2 separate regions of the Nomascus leucogenys genome follow, and region 1 is linked to region 2. A link is a contact called in public Hi-C data. All regions are on one chromosome and are shown on one strand. Each heading gives the region's core, a stretch centred on a gene start, on an enhancer-like site or on the middle of the called end of the contact. The rest is flanking DNA. Distances are from core to core; before and after follow the strand shown. Region 1 overlaps LOC115835864 (glutathione S-transferase theta-3-like). Region 2 holds the start of DDT (D-dopachrome decarboxylase).

What was found. A called contact is a pair of places that touch in the nucleus more often than the background predicts.
Region 1: a Hi-C map of a lymphoblastoid cell line shows a contact between it and region 2, with 2.3 times the contacts expected there. The contact joins the enhancer-like site here to the promoter of DDT in region 2. A contact is called at or near these places in 2 of 4 Hi-C or Micro-C datasets (a lymphoblastoid cell line and an unstated tissue).

What each region holds. Positions count from the first base shown.
Region 1 is chr7b:50,956,713-50,963,825 of Asia_NLE_v1, reverse strand. It overlaps LOC115835864 (glutathione S-transferase theta-3-like), which reads right to left. Exons shown (of 5, transcript XM_030815170.1): 4 at 5,822-5,972; 5 at 5,567-5,590. The coding sequence ends at 5,567. It overlaps LOC100582253 (glutathione S-transferase theta-1), which reads left to right. Exons shown (of 5, transcript XM_012508050.2): 5 at 1-276. It also overlaps the pseudogene LOC100581919. Among named protein-coding and RNA genes, the nearest start is that of CABIN1, 36 kb to the left of the region's middle. Within about 2 kb of position 3,700, the one cell type or tissue checked has an H3K27ac peak away from gene starts, as active enhancers do. A contact at or near this core is called in a lymphoblastoid cell line, where this site is marked.
Region 2 is chr7b:50,907,801-50,914,604 of Asia_NLE_v1, reverse strand. It overlaps DDT (D-dopachrome decarboxylase), which reads left to right and starts at 5,524. Exons shown (of 4, transcript XM_030815973.1): 1 at 5,524-5,700; 2 at 6,063-6,238. The coding sequence starts at 5,593. It also overlaps the pseudogene LOC115835863.

The DNA of each region.
Region 1 (7,113 bases), core at 2,451-4,950, 51 kb before region 2:
CTGGAATTACAGGCTTGAGCTACCGCGCCCGGCCGGCATTTTCATTTCTAATGGCCCATGGGAGCCAGGCCCAGAAAGCAGGAATGGCTTGCCTAAGACTTGCCCAAGTCCCAGAGCGCCTCACCTCCCGAAGCCACCATCCCTACCCTGTCTTCCACAGCCACCTGAAAGCCACAATGAGAATGATGCACACTGAGGCCTTGTGTCTTTTAATCCCTGCATTTCATTTTCATTTTGGATAATAAACCTGGGCTCAGCCTGAGCCTCTGCTTCTAACTCTAATGTGTGATTTATTTGACTTTCCTCTGTCCCAGACCTGGTCATGGTCTCTATCCAAAAGACAATCCCCCTTCCCAGGCCGTGTGGGTCAGCTTCTCCCTGATGTTTGCCAAGAGTGAAATTAATAAATGTGGCTAAGGCCAGGTGCGGTGGCTAAGGCCAGGTGCGGTGGCTCACGCCTGTAATCCCAGCACTTTGGGAGGCCGAGGCAGGGGGATCACGAGGTCAGGAGATGGAGACCATCCTGGCTAACATGGTGAAACCCCGTCTCTACTAAAAATACAAAAAATTAGCCAGGTGTGGTGGTGGGTGCCTGTAGTCCCAGCTACTCGGGAGGCTGAGGCAGGAGAATGGCATGAACCCGGGAGGCGGACCTTGCAATGAGCCGAGATCGCGCCACTGCACTCCAGCCTGGGCGACAGAGTGAGACTCTGTCTCAAAAAAAAAAAAAAAAAAAAAAAAAAATGTGGCTGAGTGTGGTAGCTCATGCTTATTATAATCCTAGTACTTTGAGAGGTCCACGTTGGGGGGATTGCTTGAGTCCAGGAGTTCAAAACAATTTTTTTTTTTTGAGACAGTGTCTTGCTCTGTTGCCCAGGCTGGACTGCAATGGCATGATCACAGCTTACTGCAACCTCCGCCTCCCAGGTTCAAGCGATTCTCCTGCCTCAGTCTGCCCAGAAGCTGGGATTATAGGCACGCACTACCACACCTGGCTAATTTTTGTATTTTTAGTAGAAACAGGGTTTCACCGTGTTGGCCAGGCTGGTGTCAAACTCTGTACCTCAACTGATCTGCACACCTCCACCTCCGAAAGTGCTGGGATTACAGGCGTGAGCCACTGTGCCTGGCTCCCCCAAAAAATATTTTTTCAGAGATGGGGTCTCACTCTGTTGCCCAGGCTGGAGTGCAGTGACACAGTCATGGCTCACTGCAGCCTTGACATCCCAGGCTCAAGCAATATTCCCACCTCAGCCTCCTAAGAAGCTGAGACAACAGGTGCACCCCACCACACCCAGCTAATTTCTTTTTTATTTTTGTAGAGACAGGGTCTTGCCATGTTGCCCAGGCTAGCCCTGCACTCCTGTGCTCAAGCCTCTACCTCACAAAGTGCTGGGATTACAGGTGCCAAGCCACCGCATGCAGCCAAAAGAAATTTTTTTTTTTAATTAGTCAGGCATGGTGGTGCATGCCTGTAGTTCTAGCTACTCGGGAGGCTGAGGTGGGAGGATTGCTTGAGCCCAGGAGTTCGACGCTGCAGTGAGCTCTGATTGAGCCATAGCACTCCAGCCTGGGGCAACAGAACAAGATCCTGTCTCTAAAAATACACAAAGAAACCCAAAACAAAACATTTCCTGTAGCCTTCTAATTACCAGAGAAAGTAGTTTATCTGACCGCTCAGGGCCCAGCAGCATCCCACATTTGTTGGCTGTAGGCATGGTGACCCAATAGTCGGCTGAGTTAGCCTCTCAGGACATGACCCTTACTGGTTTTTCGGTGTGTGTGTGTGTGTGTGTGTGTGTGTGTTTTTTTTTTTTTTTTTTTTTTTTTTGAGGAGTTTTGCTCTTGTTGCCCAGGCTGGAGTTCAGTGGTGCAATCTCGGCTCACCACAACCTCTGCCTCCCGGGTTAAAGTGATTCTCCTGCCTCAGCCTTCTGAGTAGCTGGGATTACAGGCATGCACCACCACGCCCAGCTAATTTTGTATTTGTAGTAGAGACAGGGTTTCTCCATGTTGGTCAGGCTGGTCTCGAACTCCCAACCACAGGTGATCTGCCTTCCTCGGCCTCCCAAAGTACTGGAATTACAGGCATAAGCCACTGGACTCTTATTGTTTTTGTTTTGTTTTGTTTTGCTTGTTTTTTGGTATTTTTTTGAGACAGAGTCTCGCTTTGTCGCCCGGGCTGGAGTGCAGTAGCGCAATCTCGGCTCACTGCAAGTTCCGCCTCCCGGGTTCACGCCATTCTCCTGCCTCTGCCTCCCTAGTAGCTGGGACTACAGGCGCCCACCACCACGTCCGGCTAGTTTTTTGTATTTTTAGTAGAGACGGAGTTTCACCGTGTTAGGATGGTCTCCATCTCCTGACCTCATGATCCGCCCGCCTCGGCCTCCCAAAGTGCTGGGATTACGGACGTGAGCCACCACGCCCGGCCTGACTCTTACTGTTAATCACTAGTTTTGCATTTCTCTTGAGGAACTGGTCAGGAGAAAACCTAGACAGCAGCTCTCCTGGTCAAGATCCAGTCATTCAGAAGCCTAAATGGCATGCCTAGGTGCTTGGCTTTAAACTGTTAGCAGGAATGGAGTGCTCTGATTGTTTTAGAATAATATTCCGGGCCTACTACCCCGGCGCACCGGTCCTGGCCCAGGGCTAGCTCCTTGGTGAGAAACTCAAAGAAGTGGGCCCTGTGGCTGCGGTTGTCCTCGGCGGTGCCCACTACGCCGATGGAGATGGACAGCTGCGCGCAGGGCTCGGTGGACCCGCTCAGCGCCATGGCCAGGCCCGGCCGTATCGTCACGTTCACGCGCTGAGGGGAACATGAAAAGTTTTACCCGAAGCTGGAGCCGGTCGGGCTACCTCTGGGGTCCCGACCCGAGCGCGCGAAAGCCGAAACGCGCAGTGTTCGCGGGTACAGGGATCCCGGTACAGGCCGAGGTCCCTGAAGGTCACGTCCGGGTCATGACTGGGGAGGGCGACAAGGGAAAGACGTGCGGAGGGGGAGCCGCGGGATCGTGGAGCACGGAAAGTCAGAGCTTGGCGTGCGGAATGGGGTGGGGGGTGGGGGGTGGTCCCTGGAGAAAGGGGTCGGGGTTGCTGGTGGGGAGATGGAGCAGGGACAGGGCCGGACCCCTGGCCCACCAACTTCCCCTCGCCCCGTGCTGCCCGGCCCAGGCTCACGTCCGCAGATTTGCCCAAGATGGAGGCAGCGGCGGCGCACAGCCGTTTCTCCAGCCCCGCGGGCACTCAGTTGGCGGGCAAATTCGTGTGCAGCTCTAGGAACGGCATGGCGGGCAGAAGAACGGAAACAGCTCTGGCAGAGAAAAAGCGCTGGGTACCCGAGGATCGCGGACCGGGAAGGAGGGGCGAGGTGCTAAAACAAACTGGCTTCTCATTGGCTGGACAGAGACTCAGCGCTCCCCGATTGGCTGCCTAGGGTACCTTCCCACTTCTGCAAACAAAAGTCACGTGTGCCGGCTCTGATTTCCGGTAATCCCGTCGTCTCCGCCCTACGTGTAGCCCCACCCACTACAAGTTTTTAACTGGGTAGTGGCCCCAGCCTGTCTCTTCCCTCATCCTCCTGCCTGGCGTCTGGTGGGTTTCCCTCTCCTCAAGCTTTCCGTGCTGTGGTCGCCTGGTTCCTAGCCCTATTAAAGGTCTGAACACCCCTAACACACAGACACACACACACCAGTAGGGGTCTTCCCCAAGTTCGACCCTAATAACCAATGCAACGTGAGTTTAAAATTTTTTTTAATGATTTGTCACCATTTCGAAGTCGGGCAATTTCATGTTCAGTATGGAAATCTGCGCTTCTCTTGGGCAGTCAGGAGATGTGGTTACACGTTGCGGACGCGGGTGGGGCTGGGCAGGGACCGTTGGGTTCACGACATTTCCCGTCCCCGCCTGGTCCCCATTGACTGCCTATGTAGCTTGTGCCGGTGGTGAGCCACTGTCCACCAGGGGGTGGCAAAATATGTTATTTAAAACATGGAAATCTCTTGGTATGGCTTAAACATGAGTCTGTGGTTATTGTGGCAAAATCACTTGAATTGTACATTTTAAATATGATTGAAATTGTGGTCAGGCAAAGTGGCTGACATCTGTAATCTCAGCACTTTGGGAGGCCAAGAAGGGAGGATTGCTTGAGCCCAGGAGTTCAAGACCAGGCTAGGCAACATAGCAAGATTCCCTTCTTTATTTTCTCCAAAAAAAAAAAAAAAAAAATCCCAGTGTTGTGGTGTGCGCCTGTAGTTCTAGCTACCTGGGCGGTTGAGGCAGGAGGATCGCTTGAGCCCAGGAGATCTAGGCTGCAGTGAGCTATGACTCATTTTTTTCCTGTCTCTTTGTCTGATGGGTTTCTCTTATTTTTCTTTGTTTTTGAGACAGTCTCGCTCTAAGTGGAGCTTGAGTGCAGTGGTATGATCTCAGCTCACTGCAACCTCCATCTCCCAGGTTCAAGTGATTCTCCTGTCTCAGCCTCCTGAGTGTGCCACCGCACCCAACTAATTTTTGTATTTTTAATATAGACGGGGTTTCATCATGTTGCCCAGGCTGCTCTCAAACTCCTGACCTCAAGTGATCTGCCCACCTTGACCTCCCAAAATGCTGGGATTACAGGGGTGAGCCACCATACCAGGCCTGTCTTAAGGGTTTCTAAGAGCACCTTAAAGAACATTACTAGGCCGGGCGTGGTGGCTCACGCTTGTAATCCCAGCACTTTGGGAGGCCGAGGCGGGCGGATCATGAGGTCAGGAGATCGAGACCACGGTGAAACCCCGTCTCTACTAAAAATACAAAAAAATTAGCCGGGCGTGGTGGCGGGCGCCTGTAGTCCCAGCTACTCGGAGAGGCTGAGGCAGGAGAATGGCGTGAACCCGGGAGGTGGAGGTTGCAGTGAGCCGAGATTTCGCCACTGCACTCCAGCCTGGGAGACAGAGCGAGACTCCGTCTCAAAAAAAAAAAAAAAAGAACGTTACTTCTTTCTGACATGTTTTTCACCAAGATCCTTCCCGGTTTTTTGCTTATTTTATGTTTAATCCATTTTTTCTTACACAACATGTCCTTGTATATGTTTTTTTGTTTGTTTATTTTTTTGAGACAGAGTTTTGCTCTTGTTGCCGAGGCTGGAGTTCAATGGCGTGATCTCAGCTGACTGCAATCTCCGCCTCCGAGATTCAAGCAATTCTCCTGACTCAGCCTCCCAAGTAGCTGGGATTACAGGCATGCGACACCAGACCCGGCTAATTTTGTATTTTTAGTAGAGACGGGGTTTCTCCATGTTGGTCCGGCTGGTCTCAAACTCCCGATCTCAGGTGATCTGCCCGCCTCGGCCTCCCAAAGTGCTGGAATTACAGGTGTGAGCTACCACAGCTGGCATGTACTGGTTGTTTCTCTGTTGAGTTCTCCCACTGTTCTCAGGGTTAGAAAGTCCTTTCATACCGAGACATCGGACAAACATTTATTGAAATGTCTCCTCACTTCTTCCTAGTTTGACTTTTTTCACTTCATACCTCTCCATCTAGGAATTACGTCTGTAGCAAAGTGAGGGTTTGTTTGTTTTCTCCCCTCAAAGGCAAGACTCCCAGGCAACCTAGAGTATGCAGAAGAGTATAGGATTAACTGCTCATAGCTCTGGAATTAAGGCACATTAGGGGAATCATTCCTTGGCTCTGGTCCTTGGTTTCCCCTCTATGAAACAAGTTGGATGAATTAGGCAGTCTCTGGCATTCCAGGATTTGGTCTCAGGTCTAAACAGGATTTTGTAAAGTGAAAGCAGCATCCCTTGGCATCTTGGGAGGTGTCCCTGCCCTCCATGGCTCGCCTTCTGCCACATGACCCAGCAGCAGCTACTCTGCAGGGCCATGTGCTGCCATGACAGGTACTCATCCCCACAGGCGCGGGCCTGCAGGTCCTGGGGGTACCAGTGGTCAGGCGCTTTGTACATGCAGTTCATACACAGCAAGATAGCCACACTGGGGGGACATGGTGGGGGCAGAAGACATGCCTTGAACACTTCAGCCATTTTCTAGGGCATTTTCACTGTCCCCATGATGCAGAGGAGGGATGTGAGGCTCAGAGAGGTAAGTTAACTGCCCAGGGTCACACAGCCCTACACGGGGCCAGACTATCATCTCAACTAAGGGCAGCAAGTAAGAAACAAAATGTCATGAACTTCAGCAGGGGCTCAGGGAAGGCTTCCAGGAGGAAGGGGTACCCAGTGTGAGTCTGAAGAACGAGAGCAAGTTGGGTATCTCCCCAACATATCCAAAGCATGGACAGGGCCAGGAGCAAGGCCAGCAGGGAGAGAGCCTTCCAGGTGACATGGCAGCATTGCTTCCCACCCTGTCCCATCTCTTGTTCATCTATGGTGAAGGGCTGTGCAATCTGACCCCCAGAGCTCCTCATGCCTCTATGGGTGTTGGACCATCCAGTGATCCCAGGCTCTGAACGTGAATCCAGCTCCACCACAGAGGCACTGTGTGGCCTCGGTAAAGGACGCCACCATGCAGCCACCAACCTGGAGGCCGGTTTTGGCTTTCATTTTTCCCTCCCACCTCCAACCCTGCAGCAAACCCTGCAGTTAGAGTTTCAACAAAAGTCAGAACCGACCACAATCCCCCGCAACCCTGCACCACCACCACCTTGGTCTGGTGCTCCAGCGCTGCATCCCAGATGACTGCAGTGGCTTTCTCACCCCTGCCAGGGGGATCCTTTACGACGTAAGTCAGATCACAGTTCTCCTCTGCTCAAAACCCTCCAGCGACTCAGTCCACCTGCGGTAAGAGCCAAAGCCTTCCCAGTGTCCCATGCTCCCCTCTGTCGTGACCTCCTGCTCCTCCTGCTCACTGCACCCGCTCTGGCCCGTTGCTCTCCAGTCTGAACCCCATGCATTGTCCCACCTGGAGCCTTCGCCCTCATTCTTCCCTGCAGCCAGATCACCCTTCCCCTCATGCCTTGCACATTCCTACGGCTCTCTGCTCAGATGCCACCTCCTCCAGGGAGTCTTCCCTCAGCATCCTACTCATAATGACACACACCCCCACTCTTACCCTGTTTATTTTTTCCATGGCATCCATCAACATTCAATATGTTACATGTTTATATTGGGTTACT
Region 2 (6,804 bases), core at 4,275-6,774:
GTCCAGTCCTGCTCGGCCAAGACTCCACCACCAGGTCCGTGCGCCCCTACAGGGAGGGCGGTCGCTATGAACCCACAGCTAGGAGGGTGGAGTTGGAGCTGGGGGCCCTCGACTGGGAGGGAGGACGCGGATGCAGGGGGCCGACTGCAAGGGGAAGGGGAACGAGCTGGACAGGGAGAAGCAGGTCTGCTTTTCGGGATCCCGGTGCCAGGGACCCTGCCCGGTTCCAGGCGTCGCCCCGACCCAGAAACGACTGGGCCGCGCCGTCCTGGAAAGGCCCCAGCGCACGGACATCTGAGGGTTCGTTCAGAGCTCTGTTTCTCGGCGCTGCCTGGCGGCGGAAGGGAGGGAGGGAATGGGATCCTCTAAAAGGGATCTTAGAGTTTCACCCAGCGGGATGTGACACTTGCAGGTGTCCCAGACTGGTGGGAACCTTGACTGGAAGGCTGGGGTTAAGGATGAACTTTCTACCGCCCAGACTGTCCCCTGCAGAGCAGCTGCTGACAGACAGCGGGAGCTCTCCCTTCGTGCACAGGATGGGGGCAGGGAGCCCACAGCCGCAGGGTGCAGGAATGACTGCGCGGGAATCTCCTTTCTTCTTCGTGAATCCCAGCCCTAGCATCTCACCAGGGAGCACAGTGACGGTCCAGGGCTGGGCCCGGGACTCTAGCTGAGTCTTTCAGAGTATCCCATCCCTCTGGCCAGTGGCCCAAGCGAGTGAACCAGAATGCTTCCTTGGGAGTTTTGAAATTGGAACTGGAGAGAGGAGCTCCCTGTGGGGAGGTAAATGGGAGCTGGGGCCACCTGTAGTGACATTTCCTGAGTTCAAGGAGTAGAGGAGTCTGAGAGAGAAAAGCTGACTCAGAGAAAGGGAGTGATAGCCAGGCGTGGTGGCCCACACCTGCAATCCCAGCTACTCTCATGGGATCTGTTTCTCTGATGTCTGGGTGTGAAAGGACTTTCTAAGGCTCAGAACAGTGGGAGAACTCAACAAAGAAAAAACCAATACATATACAAGGATACTTTGTGGAAGAAAAAATGGATTAAACTTAAGCAAAAAACTGGGAAGGATCTTGGTAAAAGATATGTCAGAAGGAAGTAATGTTCTTTAAGATGTTCTTAGAAACCCATCGGACAGGTGGGGTGTGGTGGTTCACGCCTGTAATCCCTGAACTTTGGGAGGCAGAGGTGGGCAGATCATTGAGGTCGGGAGCTTGAGACCAGCCTGGGCAACACGGTGAAACCCCGTCTCTACTAAAAATACAAAAATTAGCTGGGTGCGGTGGCACACTCGGGAGGCTGAGACAGGAGAATCACTTGAACCTTGGAGGCAGAGGTTGCAGTGAGCTGAGATCACACCACTGCACTCCAGCCGGGCCACTGAGCGAGACTGTCTCAAAACAAACAAACGAACAAACAAAAAGAGGAGAAACTCATGAGACGAAGAGACAGGAAAAAAATGAGCAAAGGAAATCAGCAGAGGTTTCATTGAAGGACAAAGAGAAATGGTCAATACATGGATGAAAACATGTTTAACTTCAGTAATAATCAAGTAAGCACACACCAACACAACATGCACATACTGTTTTTATTTATCAAAGGTGCACATGTTTTTGAAATGAGTACTCCTAATTAACATGTACAGAGCACTTACCCAGTGCCCAGCATGGGGGTGGCACCCTGTGTGTGAGAGAGCATGAAACAGGTAGACACGCGCCCTGCTGAAAGTAAGGGACCGCCTCTCTGGAGAATCCACTGGGCAATAAGGAGGTTTCCACACCTTAACTGTGTCTGCCTTGACCTCTGGGGCCTGGGAGCAGAGCCCCCTCCAGCTGGTGGGGAAGGAAGCGTGGTGTGTTTGAGGACAGAATGGAGAGAAGCTGAGTAGAGCGAGTGTAGACTCTTCCTATCCAAAGTGTGGTCAGTGGACTGGGAGTATCAGTGTCACCAGGAGCTTGTTGGAAATGCAGAGGCTCAGGCCCCACTTGACCTTACCGATTGAGAGCACAAACTGTAACCAGATTCCAGGGAGGATTCATACACACATTCCCATTTGATAAGTGGGGGGTAGTAGGAGGCGAGGTGAAATGTGGGCAGGGGATGGCTACTGCACTGGAGAAGGCTGGCTTTGTGTTGAGGCCTTTCTCATGAGGGCAGTGGGGAGCCATGGAAGGCTTTATGCCAGGGAGAGTATGGGCAGATTGAGAATGCAGAAAGATCCCACTGGTTGCCTTGTGTGAAGACCCAGGGAGAAGGGGAGGCTGTCCCTGTTTGAGTAGGAGATGAGGGCTACTGGTGGCTGTAAGTGGAAAGAAGTGAGCAGGGGTGAGCAGAAATCCCAAGGACTGGTGGTGATAGGATGAGGGTGGGAACCAGGATGGGCTTTGGGCAGACCCTGACCCCTCTCTCTGCCTGTCGGCCCACCAGATAATAATCCCTGTGTTCCTGGGTGAGTCAGTGCCACCAGAGATGTTGGCGGCCACTTTGGCTGAGCTGGATGGATGCCTGCAGCTGCCTGAGGACAAGTTCCTGCGGGACCAGGCCTTCCTTACTGGGTCCCATATCTCTGTGGCTGACTTGGTGGCAATCACGGAGCTGATGCATGAGAATGCCATGGGGTGGGGTGGCCCGCTGGGCAGTGGTGTATCCGGGAAGGGAGCTGACATCCCACCTCATGTTGTCTTTTCTGGCTGTGGGACCCTGTGTGAGTCACTTCTCCTTCTGAGCCTCAGTGTCCTCATCTATAAAATGGGGCTGTACAAACCCCTCACCGCAGCTGTATTAAGAGGCTTCCAAGTGTCCCCAGGGATGGGGACATCCTAGCCCATCACACACATGGTGGAGGAGAGAAAATCCAATCAGAGAACCCCTAAAGCAGGTCATGCTGCCTTACACTTGGCTATGCCCAGCCCCTCCGCTGACTCTGTCTTCCCCTAGCCCATCAGTGCTGGCTGCTGAGTCTTTGAAAGCAGACCCACGATGGCAGCATGGCGCCCAACACGTGGAGGCTGCAGTGGGGGAGGACCTCTTCCAGGAGGCCCTCGCGGCTGTCCTGAAGGCCAAGGACCTGCCTCCAGTAGAACCTGCTGTTAAAGAGAATCTGAAGACCTTAATGCAGCTTTTCTTGCTGTGAGTGCATGTCCCAGACTTGCTGAGCCACTGAGGGGATGCTATGTTGGTAGAATAAAGACATGGAGCTATCTGTCTCCTTGGTTATCTGCAAAGGCTCTGGTCCACAGTTCCTCCAGATATCATGCCTGCATTCCTTTTGTCTCCTACCCCATTCCATTCTAGCTTCCATGTGACCTCTGAAAACAGCTTTGGCAAACACTTACTTGACCCTGTCCTTCTGTGTGGAACTTTCTATGGTTCCTCACTGCCCAGAAGCTAAAGTACAAGTCATTGAACTTTGCATTCAAGGCCTTGCTCCCACTCCTCCAGGTGGCCCCTTCTGCCTGCACACTCTTATACCCCTCTCCGGGCTCCCACCTTGGCCTCTTGGCCTCTGCTCATGCTGTTCCCTCCTCATCTTCTTCGCCTGGTGACCTTCCTGGTCTTTTGGCATTTGGCACCCTGTCTCTTCTCCAGGGAGACTTCCCTGACCTCCCCAGCCTCAGTCCAGGTCAGGTGACCTCTCCGGGCTCGTCAGCCCCAGTGTTTCCTTGCGGGGGATACCCCCGGACTGAGCATGTATCATAGATGAGGGGTGACCTGGTGGAAAGATGTCTGAATCAGGATCAGCCTTGGTCTCCTGGTCTCTCTCCTCACTGTGGGGCGATGTTGTGTCCCACAAGTGGGGTGCAGGGCTGGTTCATGAACCTCCTTGCAGGAAGGGAAGTCCCTCATTATTTCCTGGCCCTCTCCCATACCTCCTCCTAACATTGACCACAGTCTTCTCTACACCCCACTCCTTGACCACTGGCTTGTCCACGCCCCACACCTGGTCCCAGACTTGCCACCGGTCCCTGCCCTCTCCCCTTAGGACTGTCATATTTTCCTGTCGTGTGTCTCAGATCTTCTGATATCTGAGTCATCTAATAAACTGCTAATAGCACAAGATCATGACAGACAGAGGCTCTGTCGGCCTTTTCAGTGGAGGCTCCTTTAAGTATGCACACTTATAGAGAATTTTATACATGTAGTTGAAATTGTACATATAAACGTACAAATTTTTCCTATCTCTTTTGCGGGGGAGGGGGGAGCCTGGGTCTCACTCTGTCATCTGGCGTGGAGTGCAGTGGCACAGTCATAGCTCACTGCAGCCTAGATCTCCTGCACTCAAGCAATCCTCCTGCCTCAGCCGCCCAGGTAGCTAGGACTACAGGCACACACCACAGCACCCAGATTTTTTTTTTTTTTTTTTTTTTGTAGAAAACAAAGAAGAGAATCTTGCTATGTTGCCTAGCCTGATCTTGAACTCCTGGGCTCACACAATCCTCCCTTCTTAGCCTCCCAAAGTGCTGAGATTACAGGTGTAAGCCACATTGCTTGACCACAACTTCAATCATATTTGAAATGTACAATTCAAGTGATTTTGCCACACCGACCACAGACTCATGTTTAAGCCACACCAACAGAGTTCCATGCTTTTTGGTGTTTTTTTTGAGATGGAATCTCGCTCTGTCGCCCAGGCTGGAGTGCAATGGCGTGATCTCGGCTCACTGCAACCTCCGCCTACCCGGTTCAAGCGATTCTCCTGCCTCAGCCTCCCGAGCAGCTGGGATTACAGGACCCGCCACTATGCCCTGCTAATTTTTGTATCTTTAGTAGAGACGGGGTTTCGCCATGTTGGCCAGGCTGGTCTCGAACTCCTGACCTCAGGTGATCCGCCCGCCTGGACCTCGCTAAGTGCTGGGATTACAGGCGTGAGCTACCGTGCCAAGCCTTTCCATGTTTTAAATAACATATTTTGCCATCCCCTGGTGGACAGTGGCTCACCACCGGCACAAGAGGCTACACAGGCAGATGTCAGTGGCGACCAGGCAGGGACAGGTATTGTCGTGAGCCCAAGGGCCCTGCCTAGCCCTACCCGCGCCCCCACGAGTAACCACATCTCCTGACTGCCCAAGCGCAGATTTCCATACTGAACATGAAATTGCCTGACTTCGAAATGGTGGCAAATCATTCAAAAACCTTTTAAGCTCCCGTTGTATTGGTTATTAGGGTCGAGCCTGGGGAAGACCCCCATAGGTGTGTGTGTGTCCTTGTTGTGTTAGGGGTGTTCAGACCTCTAATAGGGCTAGGAACCAGGCGACCATAGCGCTGCAAGCTTGAGAGGGAAATCCACCTGGCGCCAGGCAGGAAGGTCGGGGAAGAGACTGGGTGGGGCCACTACCGGGTTAAAGACCTGTAGTGGGTGGGGCTACACGTAGGGCGGAGACGATGGGACTTCCGGAAATCAGAGCCGGCACACGTGACTTTTGTTTGCAGAAGCGGGATGTACCCTGGGCAGCCAATCGGGGAGCGCCGAGTCTCTGTCCAGCCAATGAGAAGCCAGGTGGCTGTGGCGCCTCGCCGCTCCTCCCTGGTCCGCGAGCCTTCGGTACCCCCAGCTTTTTTTCCGCCAGAGCTGTTTCCGTTCCTCTGCCCGCCATGCCGTTCCTAGAGCTGGACACGAATTTGCCCGCCAACCGAGTGCCCGCGGGGCTGGAGAAACGACTCTGCGCCGCCGCTGCCTCCATCCTGGGCAAACCTGCGGACGTGAGCGTGGGCCGGGCAGCAAGGGGCGAGGGGAGGTTGGTGGGCCAGGGGTCCGGCCGTCCCTGCTCCGCCTCCCCGACAGTGACCCCGAATCTTTTCCCCAGGGACCACTCTCCACTCCTTTCCTCACGCCAAGCTCTGACTTTCCGTGCTCCACGATCCCGCGGCTCCCCCTCCGCATGTCTTTCCCTTGTCGCCCTCCCCAGTCATGACCCGGACGTGACCTTCAGGGACCTCGGCCTGTACCGGGATCCCTGTCCCCGCGAACACTGCGCGTTTCGGCTTTCACGCGCTCGGGTCCGGTCCCCAGAGGTAGCCCGGCCGGCTCCAGCTTCGGGCAAAACTTTTCATGTCTCCCTCAGCGCGTGAACGTGACGGTACGGCCGGGCCTGGCCATGGCGCTGAACGGGTCCACCGAGCCCTGCGCGCAGCTGTCCGTCTCCTCCATCGGCGTAGTGGGCACCGCCGAGGACAACCGCAGCCACAGCGCCCACTTCTTTGAGTTTCTCACCAAGGAGCTAGCCCTGGGCCAGGACCGGTGCGTAGGGGTAGCAGGTGATCCATGTGGGACTGCCGCAGACTGGAGCCAGTGATCCTGCCTCAGGGGAAAAAACCCATTTCTTGCCCTGCCCAGTAAGGACACATCAGGGTCTGGGGCTTTGGGGCTTCCTGACCCCTTAGGTTCCTGCTGTTAGGACCATCTTCAAAGTGCGAGCAGGATTGAATGAATTTCTGGCTCTGCTCCTCAGCGTGTAAGTCTGTGAACCCGGAAGACTCCCTTTTAACATCCCCCGGGGCAGTGCAAGGGTCATGTGGGATTGTCTGTGTGCTGTACCTGCTTTGGCACCTGACAGGGTGGGTACACGTGGCTGAAGTGTGATTTTCTAGAACTTTGCCAGGCTGGTCAGAAGGAATTCTGGGTATGTTCTAAAGTTACGTATTTTGGACCTATGTCCCAACCAGGTTCCAGGTGAGGTTCACGGGAGACTCACAGAGTAGTGAAAGAGCACTGGCCTGGATGTCTAGACATCTGCTTTCTGGGTCCTGCATAGCTGGGGGACCCCAGACAAACTTGGAAATGAACCATCTCCAGTTGGCAACCTT